Regions from separate parts of the Sus scrofa genome. Here region 2 is linked to region 1. The links are chromatin contacts, called in public HiChIP or PLAC-seq maps. All regions are on one chromosome and are shown on one strand. The core of a region is the stretch at or near the end of the contact, and the rest is flanking DNA. Distances in the headings are between cores, read along the strand shown. Region 1 overlaps CDK6 (a long non-coding RNA gene). Region 2 overlaps CDK6 (a long non-coding RNA gene).

Evidence for each region. HiChIP or PLAC-seq counts read pairs in DNA pulled down with a chosen protein or histone mark.
Region 2: an H3K27ac HiChIP or PLAC-seq map of alveolar macrophages shows a contact between it and region 1. The contact joins two enhancer-like sites. A contact is called at or near these places in 4 of 47 Hi-C or Micro-C datasets (embryonic fibroblasts, mesenteric adipose tissue, omental adipose tissue and 1 more) and 1 of 2 datasets of contacts at active chromatin or transcription factors (alveolar macrophages).

Annotation. Positions count from the first base shown.
Region 1 is chr9:72,639,731-72,645,220 of Sscrofa11.1, reverse strand. The region is part of intron 4 of CDK6 (a long non-coding RNA gene); the gene reads left to right. Among named protein-coding and RNA genes, the nearest start is that of CDK6, 120 kb to the left of the region's middle. Within about 2 kb of position 2,855, at least 13 of the 83 cell types and tissues checked have an H3K27ac peak or open chromatin away from gene starts, as enhancers often do. A contact at or near this core is called in alveolar macrophages, where this site is marked.
Region 2 is chr9:72,737,669-72,743,117 of Sscrofa11.1, reverse strand. The region is part of intron 2 of CDK6 (a long non-coding RNA gene); the gene reads left to right. Among named protein-coding and RNA genes, the nearest start is that of CDK6, 25 kb to the left of the region's middle. Within about 2 kb of position 2,442, at least 10 of the 83 cell types and tissues checked have an H3K27ac peak or open chromatin away from gene starts, as enhancers often do. A contact at or near this core is called in alveolar macrophages, where this site is marked.

The DNA of each region.
Region 1 (5,490 bases), core at 1,606-4,105:
CCCAGACTCCCATTGCCGCTTCCCGTTGGCAGTCTCTTCTCTTTATCTGTGAGTCTGTTTTTGTTTCGTAGATATGTTGATTTGTGTCATATGATTGTGTTGATCGTGATTTGTGTTGTGTGATTCCACATAAAAGTGATATCGTATGGTATTTGTCTTTCTCTTTCTGACTTGACTTAATGTGATAATTTCTATATCCATCCATGTTGCAGCAAATGGCATTATTCATTCTTTTTAATGGCTGGGTAATATTACCTCATTTATGTGTACTACATCTTTTTTATACATTCTTCTGTCTGTGGACATTAGGGTTGCTTCCATGTCTTGCCTATTTTGAATAGTGCTGCTATGAACATAGGGGTGAGAGTATCTTTTTGAATTATAGTTTTGTCTGGTTATAGGCCCAGAAGTGGAATTGCTGGATCCTATGACAGCTCTATTTTTAGTGTTTTGAGGACCCTCCATATGGTTTTCCATAGTGGCTGCACCAATTTACCTTCCTCCCAACAGTGTAGGAGGGTTCCCTTGCATAGATCTTTCTTAAAAGCCAAGGGATGTCCCTTTGCTGTGCTACTTTTGTGGAACAGGAGGTCGATGTGGGCTTTGATTCCATGAAGACTACGAAATTGCCCACAAAGCATTAAGCCTTAAGTAAAAGAATCTTCTTGGGTCAGTTTGTCATTTTCCACATGTTTAACACAAAGTGGTCCTCAGTCAAGGGCAGCACTGCCCTGGGGGGAGAGGGGAACAACACCCTTGAGAAATGTATGACAGTGTCTTTGGTCATCATAACAACTTGGGAGTTGGAGATGGCTGCAAGGAGGCTAATATTCTGCGAAACAGGGAATTGTTTCCCCAAATTCCAGTAATGCCTCAGCTGAGAGGCAGAAATTCAGGAGAGGAGTTAGAAATGCTCTGAGATAAGTTGCCTTAGAAAAACATTCAATTTGCCAAAGTATTCTGCTTCCTCACCCCCGAGATACAGATACTGGAACCTGGACATGTAAGACCACCCACTTTCCCAACATTATATACTTTACCGAGGGCACGAGAATTTGTCCAGAGGATTCCTTACCCTGTGTCGTGATTGTTGAAAGATAAATCGTTCTTGTTTCCTCTTTGCCCAAGAGGCTCCATGACTTTCGAGAAAGCAGGGCACAAACTGGTGTTTAGAGGACTCCTCGCAGATTTGGGCTGGTTCCAGTGAGGCTGTGTTCTTATAGAATCATACCAGAAAAGGCGGAGTCTGTTGTTTCCCCGGTGGGAAGGGTGAGGTGGGCTGCAGCTTCCCTAGGAAGCAGTTTCATGTGTTGTTTCAGGGCCCTGCGGAGAAGCTTGAATAGGCTTTTTGATCCAGACAGTCGTCAGGGGAGCAGATGGAAGGAACCATTTCCTTAGGTACATTAATTGAGGGAACGATGAGCCATAACTGAGACACTTTTTTTTTTTTTAAACCCCCCCCCCCCAACTGGGCACTAAAAACCATAAATAAAAACAGGAAACCCAGTTGGGTTTGTTTTGATTTTTTTATTATTATTATTAAATTTGAGGAACGATAGCCCAGCTTGTGCGCAACACCAGTTAACATTCCATTCTTGCCGAAAGTTGATATGTTCAGACAGGAAAATGTAGACAAATGATTTCATACAGAAAAGGGGAAAGGCAGTCATAAATACCTGATTTTTTTCAGTATCTAGTTTGTACTACATACGCTGTATTTCTATGGTGACTTAAAGTGAAAAAATAAAAAGGAGTATGATTCCCTTTTGGGTACTGCATTAACATTTTTTTTCCCACTGTTTTATTTTTTTCTTTTTAAGGAAAATTCCTTTTCTATGGTGATACATTGGTTTACATATACATGGTGACATATAAAGACTTGGAATCACAGTCGTTTCAGACTGAGCTGGTATTTATGTTTCATATTTCTTGAAGAGAAAAAGGCCGTGCTCCACTTCCTGGAAATACTCATTTTTTAGTAGGTTATGTCATACAGGAACTGAGAATCAAGTCAATTTGCGGAATGTTAAAGAAATTACAAGTTCAGTGATTCAAACTGACGTTTTACAGCCATGAGACATACTAACATATTACCTGTCTTTCAAAGCCTGACTCAAAAGTCACTGTCTGGCACCCCCTGCAGAAACTACCCCCTCACCTTCCTCCTTCATCGTTTCCAGAGGAATATTTTATGAATGTCTTTCATAATACTGCTTTCTATCTTGTCTGCAGTTAGTTGGGGGTTTTATCAGGCTGTAAGTTCCTTGAAGGAGCTGGCCGTTTGTGTAGAAACTAAGTGAGGACAGTCATCCTGAGTCTGGACTCTGGCTGTGGCTGTAGTTGGTGTAACACAGGGCCCTATGACTTGGCTTATTTTCCTCCACTAAGGGAGGGTTTAGTGCCCTTAACTGAGTGCCTTCCGCATGGCATTTCAGGTTTCTTTCGGAAGTATTAGGTTCTTGCTGCTCAACATACAGTCAGGCATGCCTCTGTCCCCGTGCAGAGGAAGGGTTGTTTATACCTATTTCTGTAGAGGTTACAGAATCAAGATGTAGATGGCTGCAGTGAGTGCCTTAGACCCAGGCAGGACGGTCCTGTGGCCCGGGTCTCGTGCTTTTGAGAAGCCTGCGCTACCTGTACCCCAGCCACCCCTCCCTTGATGGGGCATCGAGCCCAGGCTACCAAGCAGAAGTGTCTTGTTGAGCCTGAGACCCCCACCCTCACCTGGTCACACTCAGGACGTTGAAATTCCCTGACCAAATGGGAACTGCGTGGGCTCTTCTTAGTCCTCCCTGCTCACAGCAGATTGTGCCACTCGCGTGTTCACCCCGAGCCTAAGGGGCGGCAGTTTGCAGACATCAGGCGGTTTGGAGGCACGGAACTAGGCTGGCCATAAGTATGCATGTGAGGCCCTTAGTCGTGCAAGGAGGAACTGAGGATACGAAGGGAAATGGGGCTCATTATATTCAGTTCCTGGCGTGGGTTCTTCCTATCAGAAGAGTTTCTCTGAAACCATGGAAATCAACTTCTGTGACCTGTAGTGAAATACTACTTTTGTGGAATTTCCAAAGAGAACAGGTTATAGGGAATGTCTTTCCATTGCACATAAGTAATATGTAAGAATCATGGCCTGCGCAGTTACATAATCTCTGTGGCAAATAAATTTCAAGAATACAGGCATACCTCGTTTTATTGTACTTCACTTCGTTGCATTTAGCAGATGTTGCATTTTTTACAAATTGACCTTTTGTGCCAACCCTGTGTCAAGCAAATGCTGTTTTTCCAATAGCGTTTGCTCACTTGGTGTCACGGCCTCACATTTTGGTAATTCTGGCAATGTTTCAAACCTTTTTGTTATTATATTTGTTGTGGCGATCTGTGATCAGAGAGCTTTGATTTTTCTATTTTAAAAAGATTATGAGCTGCTCAAGGCAACATTTTTTAGTAATAAAGCATTTTTTAACAATAAAGTATTTTTTAATCAAGGCATGTACTTTTTTTTAGACACAGTGCCATTGCACACCATAGCAGACTCTAGGCTCTAGACTAAGAGACTATGGAATAGTGTAAACACAACTGTTATAGGCATCAGGACACCAGAAAATTCACAGGACTCATTTTATTGCCATATTCGCTTTATTGCATGGTCTGGAACTGAACCCCACCATGAAATCTCTGAGGTCTGCCTGTATATGCGTATTCAGTAGAATGACTATATGACTAAAATTACATTGAGGGGAATTCTTAAGGCAGCATTTCTAAGTACGTTCCATATTAGATGCGGTGTGTAGTGCAAGTCATTTTTGTCTGTCAGGATGAAAGGGAAACAGAGACCAACCTCTCAGCATGCAGGTTGTGCATCAGGTCTGATGGGAGATTCTGAGAAGCAGAGCCTGGCCTGTTACCAGCAGCCCGATGATGACTGATCATCTGTAAAGCACTATGAACAGCAGCTCAGGCGAGGAGCGCATCTGCAAAATCCTTATTAATTTTTTTTTTTCTAAACTGAGCCATACAGCATGCAGGGTGATGCTGTTGCTATTGGATTTGGTGGTTTGGAAACTCCTTATCAGCCTTCTTGAAAGTGGGGAAACTGAGACTCAGGCAGGCAGTTTGTAACCCGGCCAAGTCTGAATTCACCAAATAGATTGTCACTGGCTCGGGGTGGCTAATGTTTACATTCTGACTCTCCCGTTAATAACCCCACCCCTTCCTCTTCTCCCCACCATGGGGTCCAGTACTTCAGAGGGTATCAAACAATGTTCTCTGGAACCCTTGGGTTTTACAGAGGGTATCCAAAGATTCCACACATATTCAACAGTCCGTTTTTTTTTTGGCCACACCCACAGCATTCAGAAGTTCCCAGGCCAGGGATCAAGCCCAAGCCACAGCATCAGTCCAAGCCACAGCAGTGACAACCCCAGATCCTTAACCCGCCGCGCCACCCGTGAACTCTGCAACAGTCCATTTTTAAAAACATGCTTTAAGTCTTGTTAAAACCGCAATTAAAAAACAACCAGCCCATGTCACATTTCGACACAGTGGGGAACACTGAGGCATGAACTTTTTACCTCCTGGTTAATTTGCTTTTTATGTAGACCTCAGGATAAAACTTCTTTAGCCACAGTTGTGCACACTGGAACCCCTTGTAAATGTGTCATTGCTTAGAAAAACCAAGCGTGCTCTTGATTTGTTCCTGTGTGTTCGCTCCCTTAAAATCACCCAAGTGCATCTTCACAACAGTTCACACACACCTACCGCTAAGCTCACAGTACCACGTGAGACCACTTCAAGGGCCATCTAGGGCAGTGCCAGGGCTGACGTTTTTATATCCAGATGTAATTGCAAGCACTCATGCAGTTAAGTGCCGGGACAGCCACCACAAAGCCACCTATGGATAGGGAAGAGTCTATGCCTTAAAAGGAAGTCGTTCCTTTTAGTGCCTCAGTAACTTCACGTGCTCAGATGCAGTCCAGGATTGGTCTGCAGTCAACCAACTTCTGTTCCACAGGAGTTTTCAGTTTTTTTGAAGGGCTTTTATACAATCGTTAGAAACAGGGAAGAATTAGCATGTTTCCGCCAAATGCCTGCCCTGACATACAGTTTGGAGAAAATATCCACTTTGTACCATAATGGAAGAGTGAGAATGTTCTCCTCTCTTTTTAGGGATTTAATAAAATTCTCCAAAGTGAATTACATTCTTCTCCAAAGTTCTTTCTTTCTCATACCGTAATTCTCATTGAAAGGCTTAGGTGTTCTGAAAACATCTCCTGCTCTATAGAAATAAACCAAAAGATAGCAAGTAAATAATAAACATAGAAAGACTTATTTGACAGCTGTAAAAATTACAAAAACTCACTGGAGGATTTTTTTTTTATATGGAACTGATAAGATTTCCAAAATGCCTTATTACAATCACTCATTTATTTAATACCACAAGTATTACCAAAAAATTAAATTGTTTACACCCCTTCTTGTGCCTTTGGCAGT
Region 2 (5,449 bases), core at 1,193-3,692, 98 kb before region 1:
TTAATAGAATTTACCAAGGAAGTCATCTGAGTCTAGCATTTTCCTTTGGGAAGGTTTTTAACTACAGATTTTATTTCCTTAATGGACGTATAGGTTGAATCACTTTTGCAGTTTGTGTTTTTGAAGAATTTGTATATTTCATCTAGGTTTGAGGGTTTATTGGCATAAACTTTTTATCTTTTAAAAAATTTTGTCAAAGTTTAGTTGATTTACAGTGTTCCTTCAATTTCCACTGTATCATATCTTTTTAATGTCTAGAAGCTGTAGTGATTGGCCTCCTTCATTCTTGTTATTAGTAATTTGTATGTTCTCTCTTTTTTCTTGATAATACAGATAGATTTTTGTCAGTTTTACGGACAGTGAACCAATTTTGGGTATCATTAATTTCCTTTATCATTTGTCTGTTGTCTGTTCCACTGATACTCACTTTTAGTTTTATATCTTTTTTCTGCTTACTTTGGGTTTAAATTGTTCTTATTTTTAGCTTCTTAAAATAGTAGGTTAGTGTATTGTTTGTAGAATTTTCTTCTGAGAAAAAAATAGGCATTTATGTAGTTTTATTTACTTCCCACAATTGTTGACAAACTGTGGTTCCATTTTAATGTCATTCAAAATATTTTGTCCGTATTTTGGTAATTTCTTCTCTTCCTCATGGGTAATTTATTTATTTATTTGGCTGCGCCTGCAGCATGCAGAAGTTCCCAGGCCAGGGAATGAACCTGGGCCACAACAATGACCTGAGCCACAGCAGTGAAAATGCTAGATCCTTAACCTGCTGAGCTACCAGGGAACTCCAACCCAAGGGTTGTTTAAATTTGTGTTTTTTAATTTCCAGACATATACAGGATTTTTCAAATACCTTTCTTTGTAATTAAATTCTGTTATTATCAGAGGACCACCTATAGACTTTTAATTTTTTTTAACTTTTTTAAGATTTGTTTTGGTTCATATAGTCTATCTTGATACATATTTCGTTTGATTCTTTTTTGAACTATTTCCCATTTTCCTCTCATTATGTTCATGTTTTCCTTTAAGTCTTTGAGCTTATTTATAATAGTTGCTCTACTGCCTTTGTCTGCTGTTTCATAATCTGTGTTATATCTGGGTCGGGTCTAGTTCTATTGACTGATTTTTCTCCTGGTTGTGTGCTACATTTTCCTGTATATATGCATATCTAATACTTTTTTTACTGGATGCCAAACATTGTGAATATTACATTATTGACTGCTGGGTTTCATTCCATACTTTTAAAAATGTTGGACTTTGTTCTGATGGGCAGTAAAATTACTAGCAGTTCAGTTTGATCCTTTTAAAGCTTATTTTTAGTGTTTTTTTAGTGAGGAGGGGATCTAGTGTAGGCTTTACTTCAAGGCTAGTTAAGGTTCACTGCTAAGGTGGCATTACCCTTTTGTGGTCTCTCCTCTTCGGTTGCTGGGAACTAGAAAGATGTCTTGTCTTGTGTGAGCTCTAGGAGTCATTCAGTTTACAACTTCTTGGTAATTGTTCTTTCCTCAGAAGCAGTTTTTTTTTTGCCTGGCCTCATGCCGTTCCCCATGTGCAGATTGATATTCAGGCAAGAACTCAGTAGATCCCATGTAGATTTCTGAAGCTCTTTCGCTGGGTAGCTTTTTCCTTCAGTATTCTGTCTCATGCATTTTAGTCTCCTTGGCTTCATTGTCTTCTCAGTTCTGATCTCTGCCTAATCAGCTCAGTTAGACTCTGGACCTCACAGGGATTTCTTCCTTGTACCTGAGAGTCTGGAAATTGCCTACAAGGATAAACCTGGGGCAGTACAGGGCTCACCTCATTTGTTTCCCTTCTCTCAGGGATGGCAGACCTGTACTTGCTGTAGGCTAACATCTGAAAACAGATGTTTCATGTATTTGTCCCTTTCCTAGCTGTTTATGGCAGGTCTTAATCTTTTTGCTTTCTTACTACCTTATATATCCATTAGTTTTTTGTAAAAACTGGTTGCCATTATGGCTATTTATGCTACATTTCCTTAATGTGGGGGACATTATAATCATCTGGAGAAGAACTACAAATGTAGAAAGAACATAGTCTCTTTATTCCATAACCTGTTGCACCTGGCTGTCTTAATTCATTGTCATTCTAGATTTTCATACTGTTAATATTCCATCCCCAAAGCCAACAGCTGATAGAAACCCATAACATGCAGTAACTAATTTGACATCATATTGGGAATGTTTACCAATTGATTTTTCTTCAGAGAAACAAACCAAAAAAATAAATAAATAAACTCACTATGAATTTAATTCTTCACAGGAATTTCCCATGTCGTGATGATTTAAAAGAATAAATTTTGCATGTAAATGAATCATTACAAGCTTAATTGAAGCTTGTTGGATACTCAAGATTACTCACTGTAGTGTGTTTTTGATGGAGACAGGAAGTGAAAAAAGCAAGGTCTATGAGATTTGTGTATGTGTGAAGTCATTTAATGTTTCTCTTTGAGGCTTTGGTCACTAGGGTAAATGACTCAAGGTATCTATTGCTGCTTTGCTGTTTTTAAGGGGAATTTCCCCCCATGTTCCTCTCCTCCTGAAAATAACTAATTATATACTGGAAGTTTCAGTACACTGTTCAGTTTGTGAAGTCAGCATATTTCTGGAAGCCCACTGTGAATGTAATTCTTAGCTGTACTGATGCTTTTGTTTCTCCATCCCTGCAGCCAGCACTGTACTGTAAAGGACACAATTCTATCGCTATTTTTTTTTTTCCTTCACATTTGATGTGGTAGTTTGCATACAGCTGCAGAGTAGACAGTTACCTTTGAAAGGAACATTTGGCCGCTCTAATTTGATTAAAGAAAACCACCTCAATCATTTCTAGACTGAGAACGTTTTCATTTTAACTTGGCAGTAGGAGTTGGGAATGTACTCAGAGCACTTAGATATGTGGGGGAGCAGTCAGGGAACAAAACCAACTGCTCAGATGAAGAAAGCTTTAGTGCAGTTTTTTTCCCCCAGGGCAACCAGTGCTATATAGGATTGCTTCTCTTTCTCTCCCAAATTTTCTACACCCATGATTTTCACCTCCATCTCTTTTTCACAGTTACTTACTCAAGAATTCCAGTAAACTGATTCTGGCAGGGGTAAATTGCTACCCTAATATGATTTGAAGTACTTTGAGGGCCTGAAAAATTATCCCATTTTAATGTAGAAATAAAACCCCAAATCATAAACGATTGTGAATCGCCTTTGCTTTCTTGGCCTCGGTTGGGAAAAAAAGGTTTGAGATCATGGGTATGCAGACCGAGGTTGGGAATTCAGCTGCAGCTTGCCTAGAGGAAAATCGCTCAGTGTCAGGAGCCTGCAGCCCTGGTGCTAGGCAATTATCTCACACATGTGTCCTTTGCTTCTGAGATAGAAGATCTGATCACCCAGTTTGTATGACAGTTGAAAATACATTCTGCTGCTTGTGGGTTGGCATCAACCTCATAGATGTTATTGAACATGATTGAGCAGGGACTTTTGAATGCCTGTAGGGTAAACCATGAACAAATTCATGAACCACAGTGCAGTAATTTAACGTGTTGTATTCTTGGGAAAGGTACTGTGCTGGCATCTTAAAATTTAAAAGTTTCAGGAGTTCCCATCATTGCTCAGTGGTTAGCGAATCTGAGTAGGAACCAGGAGGTTGCGGGTTCGATCCCTGGTCTCCCTCAGTGGGTTAAGAATCCGGCATTGCCATGAGCTGTGTGGTGTAGGTTGCAGACACGGCTCGGATCCCTCTTTGCTGTGGCTCTGGTGAAGGCCAGCGGCTACAGCTCCGATTAGATCCCTAGCCTAGGAACTTGCGTATCTGCGAGTGCGGCCCTAGAAAAGACCAAAAAAAAAAAAAAAAAAAATTAGAAGTTTGAGCGTGAAATTTTAAAATGATAAGTTTGAGCTTACATGCAGGGCCTTGGGAATACCACCACATTATTGTTTATTGAACAAGCCATGTTCCAGGTATCAGTGTCTTGAAGCTATTCTCTGCTGTAATGGCTGCCTGGGGCTTGCTATCTGTGAGAAAACTAGGCAGCCCCAGTAGGACTGAATCATTCTGTGTAAGAGAGTGAGAAATGCACACAATATTAGAATTTGAAGAGGACTTCATTGGGTTCAGCTACCCATTCCATGAACAAAACCACTCTCCTAAAAAAAAAAAAAAAAAAAAAAAAATCCAAGTGGTTGTATTAAGGATGTTTAATAAATGTTTGCTGCTTGGTGGAGCTGTTTGGTCACCTGGCATTCTTCTCCATCTTCTGTCATCTTTCAGGTGCTGCAGTCCTTTCCACATTTAATCTCAAGACTTAATGCATTGGAAGCCACCCTAGTCTTGTTCTTCCTTTTGAGAATCAAGGGTCGAGAAGCATCTTCCTGCTATTTTTACACACAGTAGGGAGAGTGTAAATCTTTTCAGTCCCATCTGTGTCAAAAAAGCATATAAAGATGGTAAAGGGACTGAAAAAAATGACCGCCCAGAGGCCACTGCTAAATCTAGGTTTGGGGGCTCAAGGTTTTGGGAGGATATAACTTTGTAAATGTAGTCAAACCCCTGGTTAGTTCACAGTACTTATTTATTCCATAATACATTATGTAGTAAATAATGTGCTACAATGCAATAAAATATTGCAAAAAGTAATGCTTGCTGTTTTTCTTTTGTTTAGATACTACAGGTACAACATTAAACAGAATTTTAAAAAGTTAAATGCTGATGATTGAGGAAAAGTTGATCTAATTTGAATAAGGTATTGGAGACATGTGGATTCTGCAGGAAAATGATGAATACCAGGTCTTTTGGGGGGTTTTCTTTTTCTTTTTAAAGGCCACACCTGCAGCATATGGAAGTTCCCAGGCTAGGGGTTGAATCAGAGCTGTAACTGCTGGCTTACACCACAGCCACAGCAACACCAGATCCAAGCCTTGTCTTCGACCTACACCATAGCTCATGGCAATGCTGGATCCTTAACCCACTGGGCAAGGCCAGGGACGGAACCTGCATCCTCAGGGATACTAGTCAGATTCGTTTCTGCTGAGCCACGACGGGAATACCAGTTCTTTATGTTGCATCAACTTCCTCTTCCCTCAATAAAATATTACTGTAATATTTCTCATATATGACTGCCTTTTTAAAAGTATACTTTTATATAGTCCAATACTACCGAGCACTGTCCATGGACAAGTGTTAGTCTTCCCAGGTTTATCTTTGTGTGTGGATTCTAACCTGAATGATAGACATTCAGATGCACTAAAATTATTGAACGTTTCTCTGAAGATGCATAGAAGCTAGCCTGACACCGAGGTTTGGTTTTGTTTTGATCTGTTTTTAAATAGATAAGGAACGTGCCATTCCTTTTTGCCTGGCAGTTGTCTACTTCTTAAGTGCAATTAATATAGTTATTCTCACAACCACAGTCACAGAGGCTGAGAGAGGATGGTTA